Regions from separate parts of the Mus musculus genome. Here region 1 is linked to region 2. A link is a contact called in public Hi-C data. All regions are on one chromosome and are shown on one strand. Each heading gives the region's core, a stretch centred on a gene start, on an enhancer-like site or on the middle of the called end of the contact. The rest is flanking DNA. Distances are from core to core; before and after follow the strand shown. Region 1 has its middle 160 kb from the start of Calcrl. Region 2 has its middle 120 kb from the start of Zswim2.

Region 1 (6,680 bases), core at 3,526-6,025, 210 kb before region 2:
AGGGTTTATAAATGGTTGATTTTGATGGTTACTTTCTTCCTCCAGTCGCACACAAAGTACTTTCTAGCATTATAAATGCTAGTCAGTAGGAGTGAAACATCCATTTGAGCACCAGCTTAATTTCTCCATATTCAATAGTTTGAGTAAGTGGTGTCTCCAACAACAGGTCTTACCATACTAGAAAATAACGAGCAATCTTGGCACTCAGAACCTGTGATGGTTGGCATGTGTGTGTCTGGAAAGAGCACTGTGGGATGGATCCCTTTGGCCAGTATTTCAACAATATGTAACTCATTTCTGCTATTGAAGGTTTTACTAAGTGGACTTAAATATCTAGTTGGAACATAGTCTTTCCCATTATATGGTAACTCCATTTAAATTCCTTTTACATGTGCAAATAATTTAGGAAGCCTCTACAACGATTGAAAAGCTGTTTCCACAGGGCTAATCAAAAGGCCCTTATTCACACCATTCCTATAGAATTATTCCTGTAGGTATAATAAAACCATTAACACATTAAAAAAAAGAAATTGAAGAAGACCTCAAATGACAAGTGATATCTCATGCTCATGGATCAACAGGATTAATATGAAAATAGCCATTCTGCAAAAAGCAATGTACAGATTCAATGTGATCTACTTCAAAATGCCCACACAATTCTTCACAGAAACTGAAAAAAATTTATACTTCAATTCATATAAAAACATACATGCAAAATAATTAAATAGATAAATAGATAAATAAATAAAACTACCCAGGAAATCGTTTAAAAAAAACCCAAGAAGCAACAAACCAACCAAATTAAAAAAAAAACCTAAAGCTACTAGAAAGATCACTACCTTAGGTTTTATGTTATATTACAGAGCTATAGTATTTAAAACAGTACAACACGGATATAAAAACAGACACATTGATCCATGTAATACAACTTAGGACCCAGACATGATTCTATAACATCTGTAGTTACCTGATATTTTACATAGCCCCCCCCCCCCCCAAATACACACTAGAGAGAAGACAGCATCTTCATCAAATGGTGCTGGTCAAACTAGGTGATTTCACGTAGAAAAATTAAAATATATCCATAACATCACCCTGTACAACTCCCAACTTCAAATAGATCAAGAGCCACATACCTAGAGTCTGATAAAAGAGAGAACAGGAAATAGGCTTGAACTCACAAGCACAGAAAGGATCTTCCATGACGATCCTCATCCTTTCCATCAGAAAACGTGACGTGATTCTTGTTATTTAGAATTCTGCAGTCACTGAGCTCATTTAGGATAAGCAAAGGTTAACCACTGATGACCAGAGAAATGAGACTTCAATGAAGCTGCACTTAAGAAGGGCAGTACTTCTTGGCAGCAAGTGCTGCTGAGGAGATGGAGAAATGGGTACTCCAACACTGTTAGTGAGAAAGCCCATGAGTGCATTTACAGAAAATTGTATGAAGCTTCCTTAAAAAACTAAATAATCGTACTATCAGATGATCCAGTGGCCTACCAAGAGGGCATGTATTTGAAGGAGATGAAACCATTAAATGGAGGAGACAGCTTCACCCATGTTTAATAACACTATAATAGAAATGAAATGAGAAAAATTAAGTGTCCATTAAATAATACAGATAAAGAAAGTATACTGCATTTTTTCATAGACTACTATGTAGCCATAATAGCAACCTCAACATCCTGTTATGAGCGGCAAAATGGATGGAACTGGAAATCATTGTGCAAAATGAGCTAATCAGGAACAGAGAGACAGGACTGTCAATGTGTGTGATATTAGGCATTGATCTTCGAAAACTTTAAAGCAGCATGGGAGTTATTAGAGGCAAGACATATGAGAAAGAAAGTCAGAAACAGGTTTACCAATGTTACTAAGTTATAGTAGGAGGGAAACAAAATCTGGTGAGAGTAAGACCAATATGGATAAAAAGGAATGGATTGTATAGCTCAAAAAGCTAAAGAAAAGAGTCTTAAAAAGTTTTTGCCAGAAAGAAAATGAAAAATTTAAGGAAAGAAAAATTTAGCCTAATATAAACGGTATAAGTGCATATATGTATAAACATCATGGCATTCCATTAATGTACACTTTTTTAAAAACTATCACTTAAAATAAATTTAATTTATGAAAAAAGCATCAACAAGACTTTTCCACTTTGTTTGAGTTAATATTGTATACTTACACTTATAACTCCCAGAGCAAAAAATTTAATTGACTTCATTGTAGTTTTTAAAATTTATTTTATGTAAATATATGACTGTTCTGTGGGTACATGTGCATGTGGGTAAATTATTGTGCACTTGTCATGGAGCCAGCAGAGAATTCATTGCTCTAGGGAGTAGTTTATAAAACACCATCTCATTGCTTCCCCTGACTACAGACATTTATCTTGTGAATCCTCATTAATTTTCTTTTATTCTACTTCTGATTTGGGATCAAATCAGAGCTGAGAAATTCCCAATTCCAATAGCTCTTACATTTCTAGATCCATTATACAAATGTAGGCTTAGCAGTTTTGCTCTGTAGTCTTTGTCTTATGCTACTGAAGGATTTGCCCTAGAGAATCATTTCAAGCTTTCAGTGAGAGCATTATATTCAGCCACTTGTAATAAACTTTAAAAAAAAGTCTGTATTATTTACATTGAATTCATCCAACAAGTATAACATGGGACTACCACATATGAGTGTCAGACTTCAAGATGTATTTAATACTAGTGTTCTTGGTTAATATTAGCACATTTACTTTAAAATCTGTTCAAAATTCAAAGCAAATAAATGGAATCCAATAGTCAATATGTTTATAACAAATAAAAGCATAAATTTAAAGCATCAAGTAAAACAAAAAAATGGTAAAACTGTAGTAATTGGCATACAAAGTAAGAGAAATGGAACTATTGGGCCCAGAAAACACAGGTAACCTGGATTTCAGTTCTGGGTAAGCTGGTCTATGCTGTCCCAGAGCAGAGTTGGACTACCGTTCTGCCAAAGTTACCTTAGTACTATTCTCTGACCAACACTGGCTCAGCTGCCATTCACATGGTGAACAATGAAGCTTCTACGTGCTGTAGAAGATAATTTACACAGAGACTCACAGTTGGGCAATGTAGAGAGAGTGAGAGGCTCTGGAACTCGGCTCTAAATGGGATGTCTTTAGACATCCAAAGCCCCTTAAAGTTTAGGGATCTACATGGAAGAAAGAAGATTTTAAGAGCCAGCGGTGGTGGATGGCTACAAGGAAACAACATCATCTCGATACATAGGAGTGATGCACAAATGAGGTCACAGAGACAATCCTGACAACATACACATGACATCACAGGTCCAAACCAGACCAAATCCCAACACTGAGAAGTAGAATCCCACCTCTAACAAAGAAGCTGCAATTGAATGCAGTCACAATTGATACGTTCTACAAAAGTGAAAAATCAATTTAGTTGGCCAGTGTAAACTAGACCGCATTTCTTGTGTGCTTTTTGTGTTGTCTTTCCTTGTTGGCCTCTGTCTGTATGTGTGAGTCTCATATTTTGATTTTTATATATTTTTTAAAAACAGAGAGAGAGAGAGAGAGAGAGAGAGAGAGAGAGAACGTGAAATTATCTGAGTTTGGAGATGAGAGGATCTGGGAAGAGTTGAGAGAAGGTAAGTATGATCAAAATATATTATGTGAAACATTTAAATAATAAAAATACATTTATAAAAAAATCAAACAAGTGAGCAAGCAAAATCTCTGTATTTGGTAATCATTTGAAATCTCTAGGGCCTGTGATGCAGAAATAGATGGAGCTAGGCAGAGTCCCTTGGCTCCCTAGGCAACCTGTCTGGTGTGATTAGCAAGCTGCAGGCCAGTGACAGATCCTGCCTCAAAGGACAAGAAGTATTGTGCCTGAGGATAAATGACCCCTGAGATTTGTGCTCATACACAAACATATGCATGCACCCCTCAAAAACCCAAGTTAATGGGTAATCAAATTGTGGTACATGCAGGCAAAGGAATATTTCTCAGCAATAGCAAAAGCCACTAAAATATGGATGAACCCTGTCATTTGCTGAGTGAAAGAAGCCAGTATGAAAAGGATACAAACTGTATGAAGTTAATGATGTGAACCTCAGGAAAAGGCAAAACTACAGAACAGAAAGATCTACCTACAGCAATTAGGTGGGAGGGGAGGAGGATAATATGGAATATTTGGAACATGTAGGACAATGAAACTAGTTTTTAAGTTACTATAATGGTGACTATGGAACTTCCCACAGTTTTCAAAAATACATAAAGTTATACAATAGTGGATCCTAATAAAATTAATTAATTTCAGTTAATGTGATGTTCTGGTTTATTAATGTTAAGAAATATGACTTTCTGTTAAAGATCAGAGTCCTTGTAAACAGGGGAGCAAGGCAGTTCGTGGGAACTCTGACTCACTTAACTTCCTGTAAGTCAAAACTAATTATAGCTCGTTAACTAAAATATTAATTAATGTGGTAATAACAGTTGGAACTAGGTTCACTGAAACCTTCTCGATAAGCACTGTACTGGCTGGTTTTGTGTGTCAGCTTGACACAAGCTAGAGTCATCAGAGAGGAAGGATCGTCAGTTGAAGAAATGCCTCCATGAGATCCAGCTGTAAGGCATTTTCTCAATTAGTGGTCAATGTGGGAGGGACTAGCCCATTGTGGATGCTGCCGTCCCTGGGCTGGTGTTCCTTAGTTCCATAAGAAGGCTAGCTGAGCAAGCCGGGAGAAGCAAGCAAGTAAGCAGCACCCTCTATGGCCCCTGTATCAGCTCTGGCTTCCTGTTCCAGCTCTGCTTGAGTTCCTGTTCTGACTTCCTCCATTGATGGATTGTGATCTGGAAGTGTAAGCCAAATAAACCCTTTCCTCCCCAACTTCTTTTTTGGTCATGGTGTTTTGTTGCAACAATAGAAATTATATTAAAAGACTTATCAACATGAATTATTGTATAAAAATTGTTTTTTAAACAGCAGAGCAAAAGGTAATTTGTGACTCACTTAACAAAATATAATCTACTGTATCAAAATGAACTTTATTAGAAAATAACACTAATGTGTACAAGACAAATTATCCTAAAGGCCCGTGAATGACTATTTTTTACTTATTTTACAGTATTATTCAAAGTTATGATTCGAGACTGAGAATTAGCTCTGCCATGTTCTTGGTACATGGGATAGTTTGCCAGCACACAGCAGTAATTGAATATCTAAGGTTTGTCACCGTTGTTTTGTCTCCAATCCACACCATTGAGAAATTCCAGTAATTTTCTTTTTTTTTTTTATAGTTCTGGGGTGATGGGGAGTGACAGGGACAGGTGAGAGGAAACAGTTCTCAAGCAATTACAAATGTTTGCCTCTTCAATTTAATGGATAAGCTGTCCAGTGCTAAGATTTATTGTATGGCTTCTCCCCAGAGCACGGGGAGGGTGGGAGGGAGGGTCATTCATTGCCATTCCATCACGTGTTGAAGTGCAGCTGTGTTTCAGCAAATCCTGATGATTACACAGGGAGAAAACTCCCAGCAGTTGTTCAGACGTACATGGTTTTCACACATATCAGGTCTTCAGTGTTTACTAAAGTTGAAAATGTCAAAGTCAGACCACTTTCTACCTTAAACAATAGTAAAACTTTAATAGTGGGGGAAATTAAAAATGATTCTATTTTTCTAATCTTCAGACATTTTATCTTACTTTTACAAGTTCACTGATTAGATCTTTTAATTTTTGTTTCATATCTGAAAGGAAAAAATTAGTCAAAATGTTCACTAATTATTTCTTTCCTCAGAGGTAATAAACAATAAAGCAGTAATGATTAAATCCAGAATATATTGGTTTTCTATTTCTTTGAAGAGAAGAACTGAATTAAGGTAAATCAAAAAGCCTACCATGGACCCACTTTTAAGTGAAATGCATTAATTAGTTCCAACAGGAAAGCATGAATTACACACTTTGAAAAGTAATATAAAGTATATGCAATTGCATTTTGGAATTATAACTCATTTTTAATGTCAGTTTTTTATCAAAGTATTTAGTGGGAACAATGGCTATTTCAAGCCTAGGTGGCAGATGTGTATACTACCACAGGTCTTTGGGGATCCTGGTGTATGAATCAGGAGGGGTTAGGTCATCTTGGGAACAGAGCTGGGTGTGTGTGCTTCCTGTGAGAGTGTGTGGTCTTGGGCTTACTTGTTCTAGTGAGTTCATTAATATAAGAGTTTCACAGCAACACCATCAGAATAAAGGTCCCGCAGAGAGTTCCACATTCTAGTCTTTGTAAAATCGCATCAAGGGAAAATTAACGTTGTAGGTGACATTAGTTTGCTAATTTAGTATCCTTGATACAAAGAGATTCTCATTCCATCATAGTTTGTAAAAGTATGTTTCCTTTAATACCAAAAAAAGAAGCAGAGTCAACCTAAAAATGACACAATGTGAGAAAAACTCAAATGGCCACTGGTCTCAGTTCAAATAATGTGAGCAGCTTCTAGCACTTGGGAAGGCATGGTAAAATTTCCCCTAGGGAACATCAGGAGGTATTCAGCAATACTGATTTCTCAATTTCAGCCAATGAGACTCAGTTCAAACTTCTGACCCCTTGAGCTGTAAAGTACTAAATTTATGTGGTTCTAACCCACTAATGTGGCAATCTGTTACAGAAGCAACAGGAAAC
Region 2 (6,699 bases), core at 3,523-6,022:
ATTCAAGTTTTTATTTAGAATAAATTGAGTAGTTGAAGCAACTATATTTATGCATAAATATAGGAGGTCTCCAAATTTCTTATGTGACATTTTTCAATTGCTTTTGCTTGAATTTTATGCTCTTTATCTGAATTCTCTATGGCCACAAAATAATCCAATTTCTTCCAGTAATAATGTAATCATTGACCTAGAACAATTTCATATTAGTCAAGAGGTGAGAGGTCTCAGAAATGACATCAAGGACACAATTTAACACACACACAAAAGAGCTTTGTAATTTTCACAGTTTTTTATAGACCCATTGTCTTCCATTAACCAGGGGAAGCAACTTATTGATTCAAAAGATGCGACCTGTATATCGCATACATTATCATATTGCCAATTCCCTATCTGCCTCTGGCCATTTAATCATATTCAAAGTTCAATAGTCACATAATTGGAAATGACTAATTAACACATGATAAAGGAAGAATTGCCTTTCTTTTGCACATTCATTCTACTACTAAGACCATTAACCACCAAACATTCTTATCCTTTCTCATTTACCCACACACACAAACATTCAAGCGTACTCATAAACATATATACAGAACTCAGCACAGAAAAATATGTAAACTCTTTTAAAATTCAGATGGCATGGTTTTGTTATTCTGAAAGAGACTGATTTTCAATGCTGTTTTATCTTTAATTGCTGATGAGTAATGAAGTCACTTGTTGAGTCCATAACTTATTCATAAAATTCTGAGGAATTATAGAAAATAATTCATTTCCCATGACTTTCACATGTTACCTTCCAAGGCATGGAAATACACCATACCCAGTCCGAATGAGAAAGAATCATGGATGTGAATTTACCTGGCCATTAGAAACGTACTTTGTTATCTCTATATTCATAACAGAATCTGCCTAGAACCTCTCTGAAGGTCCTCTAGCTTAACTGATGATTCTGGAATTTCACTAAGTCATACAAAGACTTTCATCAGGGAAACCAAGGACAAGAGGCGTCTGGCCACAACATGAACGTGATATTGAAAATGCAGTTTTCACACATGAAACTCAAGAAGAACGAAGACCAAAGTATGGACACTTTGCCCCTTCTTAGAACTGGGAACAAAACACCCATGGAAGGAGTTACAGAGACAAAGTTTGGAGCTGAGATGAAAGGATGGACCATCTAGAGACTGCGATACCCGGGGATCCATCCCATAATCAGCCTCCAAACGCTGACACCATTGCATACACCAGCAAAATTTTGCTGAAAGGACCCTGATATAGCTGTCTCTTGTGAGGATATGCCAGACCTGGCAAACACAGAAGTGGATGCTCACAGTCAGCTATTGGATGGAACACAGGGCCCCCAATGGAGGAGCTAGAGAAAGTACCCAAGGAGCTGAAGGTGTCTGCAACCCTATAGGTGGAACAACACTATGAATTAACCAGAACCCCCAGAGCTCGTGTCTCTAGCTGCATATGTATCAGAAGATGGCCTAGTCGGCCATCATTGGGAAAAGAGGCCCCTTGGTCTTGCAAACTTTATATGCCTCAGTATGGGGGAAGGCCAGAGCCAAGAAGTGGGAGTGGGTGGGTAGGGGAGTGGGGGGGGTGTGTGGGGGAATTTTGGATAGCATTTGAAATGTAAATGAAGAAAATACCTAATTAAAAAAAATAAATTAAAAAAAAATTTAAAATGTAGTTTTCATTTTGCTGTGTAATTCAACTTTATGTCTCAAAGTTCATCCCTAAAACAATAAGAATGAATGCTGTGCTGTAGAAAAAGCTTTGTGTTCATAATCCACATCATAGCTGGGTACAAATACTTATTGCATGTTTGAGGTCGTTGGAAAGTGTTTGTTTGTTGGTTAGTTGGTTGGTTGGTTGGATTTTTTTTATCCTAAAGCATCTTCCTCGAAATTATTGGTCAAAAATAGGGTACCAGAGACACTAAAACCAATGCAGTATATTGCCACCTGGATTTGATAGTAAGATCTGATTGCTAAAGACACCAAATACTTTGGTCACAGGACTTGGACAAAAGGTTGGTACTGATGTAGAAGCTGCTTCTGCTGACTACCTTCCATAAGACAAGAAGGCGCTGTGAAGGCTGCTGCAAGCAAAACGTTAACAATGCTCACTTAACCAGCAGTGAATCCTGTGACTACAGAAATGACTGGCCTGACAAGATATGTCCAATACTGGTATGAATGTTGTGAGGGTAACAATCCACTTTCTGATTGGATTTAAGGGTCTCTCTTTAGAAATAAACTCATGCCTAGTACTGTAAATCTATCCAAAAGCCTGTCTGTGGCTTAGGAACTCAGAGACCCTAAGGATGAACTTTCTACCATTATCATGATACATAGAAATAGTATGAATCATAGATGAATTCAGCACTCATTCCTTATCAAAGACACAGCTTATTGGAGATAGTGAATGGCGGTTAATACTCAGTCATAAATGGGACATTATATCATACAAATAACATCATGAAAAGGAAGCAGAAGACTGTAAGAAGAGAGTCTGTGGAGGACTGGTATGAAATAGTGCTGGATATTACAGGGCTATTGCACTCGTGAATTCACAGCAAGGTCTGTGCAAGACCCGCAAAGACCACACCAGTCAACAGTCCCTAATGGGTGGGAGAGGCACACAGCCTCCACCTATAGCTGTGGAGCTAGTGATGGTTGAGAGCTGCCACTGGTGGAGGAAAGGGAGTTTTCGTTAGGAATGTGGCTTCTGGTAGGTTGATCATGGTCCCACACCTATGCATGTATGGGTAGCACTAATTGGACTTAGTGAATTATGAAAGAGACAGGAAATAGAGAATGAGAGAAAGGAGAAGCATAAAGTTGGGAAAGAGACATGAAAGTATCAGGGGGAACTAAAGCAGGGAGTGGAAGTGGATATGACTAAAATATTTTGTATGAATGTATAAAATCCTCACATGATGAATTAAAAATAATAGGTTTTGTTAAATCTTACTAGTGATTTCTGGTCTGATGTCTGTAATAATATTATACAAAGATATGTTGGAGTGCATTTTCAGCGATGCACTTAAAATTAAAGATTACAAAAATAGAAATCCATGCTGTGAGGTAATAGCATGAACCAATTAGCACGTAAAATCTCTACAGGACTCATATTCTTTACAGCTCACAGTAACTCTTTGAGACAGATTAATCTTTTTATTAAAGGTGAGGATACTAAGACTATGAGAATTTAGAAAGTTTCTCAAGTAGTTAAAACTGGTTTGCATTCACTCTAAATCTGTTTTCTCCATTATTATTGGTATCTTGAAATAAAATGACTATATATAACTATCCAAAGCTATCAGTCAATAAGTGGACTAGTGAAAAGAACAAGAAGTTCACAGAAGAACCATAAATGACCAGCAAGTATTTTGAAAAGAGCTCAATATTCCTAGTTATCAGTGAAACTCAAATTCAAACTACTTTGCCATATTACCTCACCTGAATCAGAATGGCTATCATCATGAAATCCAACAACAAATGCTGCTGACGATATGGAGAAAGAAAATGCTTATCAAGTTAAAATGTGCTACAGACACACAGAGAAATTTGTCATAAAGAAAAATAATGAACTTTGCAGAAAAATAAATTTCTCTCAGAAAAATTTTCAGACTTTGAACGGCCACATTTTCCAAATTTTGAGAATGTTTAAGAGAAAATGCTTCAGAGTTGTATTTATTTGATTTTATAAAAATATATGTGTGAAATATTTCATGAATTTTTGTGTTATTTGATGCTATGATTCTCAAATAAAATGAATTTGATATAGGAGAATAGAAAATATTTTATACTAAGTGGATTAAAAACCAACTTTTAGATACTATACACATTTATAATTCTTAGTTTTCAAAGATTTTTGTTTTCTCTGCACATTTTAGCCAAAAATATTTTTTAAAATGAAAATTCAAGAATCTTTTACCTTGATGAAAACATAAAATTTAATTTCTTCTTGTATAATCATTTTCAATTTAATAGAAAAACTCTAGACTGCAACCTTTGAAAGTAATACCAAGTGTGAAATTCAGGTGAAGTAATCCCACTTCCTATGTCATGTGTAGGTATGGTATGGGCAGCCTGGTGCTTCAGTTCAGAGACAAGCTAAGAAGTCGCTAACACACCATCTTGAGGACTTCCTCTGCATGTTTTCTGTTAACATTCTATCTTAATAGCAATCAGGTAGGAGTTTCTTGTGCAGCAAACTCTTAACTCAATTTCTTCAAATGTGTTTTTCAAAGTACTTTAATGAGAACAGTCAAGGGACTATGAGCTATTGAGGACAGAAGGGTGTTTGAAGTCACACATGTTAAAATTCTATCAAAGACATAACTAATCAGACTTGTGTGACATGCACATGAAGAGGAACATGTTGTAATTACCTTATAATCTTAAAAACTTAAAAATAAATAAATAAATAAATAAATAAATAAATAAACGAATAAATATGGTTTGAATTGCAAAAGGGTATTCTGTGTCAGGTCAGAGGCAGCATTGTTAGTTCTAGCAAGTTCACACAAGTGGGAAGAAGGCAAACATGGAAAGGAAGAGAAGGACAAAGCTTGAAACAAAGAATCTTCCACCGGCACCTAACTAACTACAGTCCCCAATGCTGACTCTCTCACCCCACTGCTAGGCACAGCCTTGAACTCAGAAATGACTGTGACGAAAGGAAGATTAATACCTAGTCCTTCCGCTGTAAAAGACTGAGTGTTGAAATTTCTGCTCTGAAGCTAAAAATAAGAGTTCTTAGACTGAGTCAGCAGCATCCGGTGACTCAGCGGAAGTAGCTCTGCTCCTCCCACCGCAACAGAGCCAACACTACATTTTGTCCTCCTTCCTAAAGCCACCTTTAACCTACTGCTAACTATTCAGCTCTGCTTTCTGCTTAGTTCCTTGTCATTATCTTCTAACAATTTATACATAATCCCCACAACAGTAAGACATGTTACTGATTTACCGAGCTTTAATATTTGATTTTGTCTTTACAAACAGCTTCCATTGACATAGGCTTTTTTTTTTTATGTACTATAACCAGACTTTGCTTTGAACCTAAAAATGTCTATTTACCTGCCTGACTTCTTTTATATCTTCTATTCATTTTCAGCATTTGAATAATTTCTGATTCTATCAAGCAGAAAGTCCTATCTCCTGTGGGTTCACACAACACAAATATTTCTAGTGTAGGCAGTGCTGGGGCATGATTGAAGGTAGACAGCTGGAACTCATTTTTAGATCATTTAATAGTTTTAGAGAGCATTTCGTTTCATACACAAAAACCATAATATTGAACACATAGGGTGAAATAGAATGTAAGCTATAATGTAAATATTAATGCTTGTATTAAGGTTAGAATCAAATTAGAAAATCAATGATAAAGTTACATGAAAAAGAGGAAGACTATATTTAGAGCATGAAGATTGTATCTCAGGAGGCCATTGATTTAAGGGTATTTCTTTTTTAGATATAGTCAAAGTCCCAGAACAAGAGTTTGTAAGTTATATATACTCTCTGATTTTGTCAATGAATAAGAAGCCAAAGCACCACATCTACAGGATAGCCATACACTCATAAAGATTGGGTTGATTTGGTTACTTTGAACTTTGCTTCCCAACTCCGCTAAGCCAGCTTATTATTATTTCAAAACACCATTGAAAGATATAATCTCTGAGAAACAACTTTTCTAGCTGTAAAAATATTTTTGTTTAATGTTACCAGAACCTAGGTTTGCCTTGAGATTTATGACATTAACAGTTTTCTCTTCTGAAGAACTGTCATTAATTGTGACTAATACTGACTTGTAACTGTGTAAATAGTGTAATTTCAGTAACTTAGTTTTTACTAGACCAAGGTACTGTTCATGTATTTTTAACTAGACCAGGATAATAAATATGAACATTAATTTTTTGCTTAATAATTTTGCTCGGCAAAAGTTTTAAAACTGCTGTTGGCTTTACAAGCTGCAGGTAAATTAACAGGACATAACCACATTTTAAGTCATATATTCAACAGTAGAAAGAAGAGGAAGAGAATTTCAACTCTAAGACAAGGGACTTAATGAGCATGAGTTTACCCAAACAACCCAGAGAATAACAGATTCACTGCAAACTTCAATGGTAGAGAACTTAGATATTGTCCTTTCCCAATGATGCCCATTTTTACCATACCTTTTTCCTCTGAACTTTACCACCATTGCTACAGTCCACTCTGCTTTTCTTTCTCCTTCATCTCAGTTAACATGAAACCCTCTGTCATCTACGGTGTCAAAATCCAAAATGACCATTAAGAATAGAGGTTGAGTTAAGAAAACGCACTCCAGAAAATGCACACTGTTATAAATATTTCATTCTGTATTCTCAACAGTTTCATGTTCTTTAAATGGAGAAATAAACTAACCAAAATTCCCTAACTGGAGTTTTCCAGGTAGTTTAAAAAAAAGAAAAAAAGAAAAAAATACTTTATTCATACAATTTTAAAGTAAAATACTGGTTACCAGAGTAGTGGATAGAGAAGTCTATGGAAAAGGTGATAAGTTAGCATGAAATTCCAGTCAGAGAATCAGAGAGGAGCAAAAAGTTATGTGTGAGTAAGAGGACGGTAGCCAATAATGATACTCTGTATATCAAGAAGCTGGAAAGAAACTATTGTAAACACTTTCATTATAAAGAGATGTAGAAAA

What was found. A called contact is a pair of places that touch in the nucleus more often than the background predicts.
Region 1: a contact with region 2 is called in a Hi-C map of bone marrow-derived macrophages, with 1.8 times the contacts expected there. The contact joins two enhancer-like sites. A contact is called at or near these places in 10 of 484 Hi-C or Micro-C datasets (the G1E-ER4 cell line, bone marrow-derived macrophages, liver and 2 more) and 1 of 115 datasets of contacts at active chromatin or transcription factors (bone marrow-derived dendritic cells).

What each region holds. Positions count from the first base shown.
Region 1 is chr2:84,265,101-84,271,780 of GRCm38.p6, reverse strand. No RefSeq gene overlaps it. Among named protein-coding and RNA genes, the nearest start is that of Calcrl, 160 kb to the left of the region's middle. Within about 2 kb of position 4,775, at least 16 of the 459 cell types and tissues checked have an H3K27ac peak or open chromatin away from gene starts, as enhancers often do. A contact at or near this core is called in bone marrow-derived macrophages, where this site is marked.
Region 2 is chr2:84,057,529-84,064,227 of GRCm38.p6, reverse strand. No RefSeq gene overlaps it. Among named protein-coding and RNA genes, the nearest start is that of Zswim2, 120 kb to the right of the region's middle. Within about 2 kb of position 4,772, at least 114 of the 459 cell types and tissues checked have an H3K27ac peak or open chromatin away from gene starts, as enhancers often do. A contact at or near this core is called in bone marrow-derived macrophages, where this site is marked.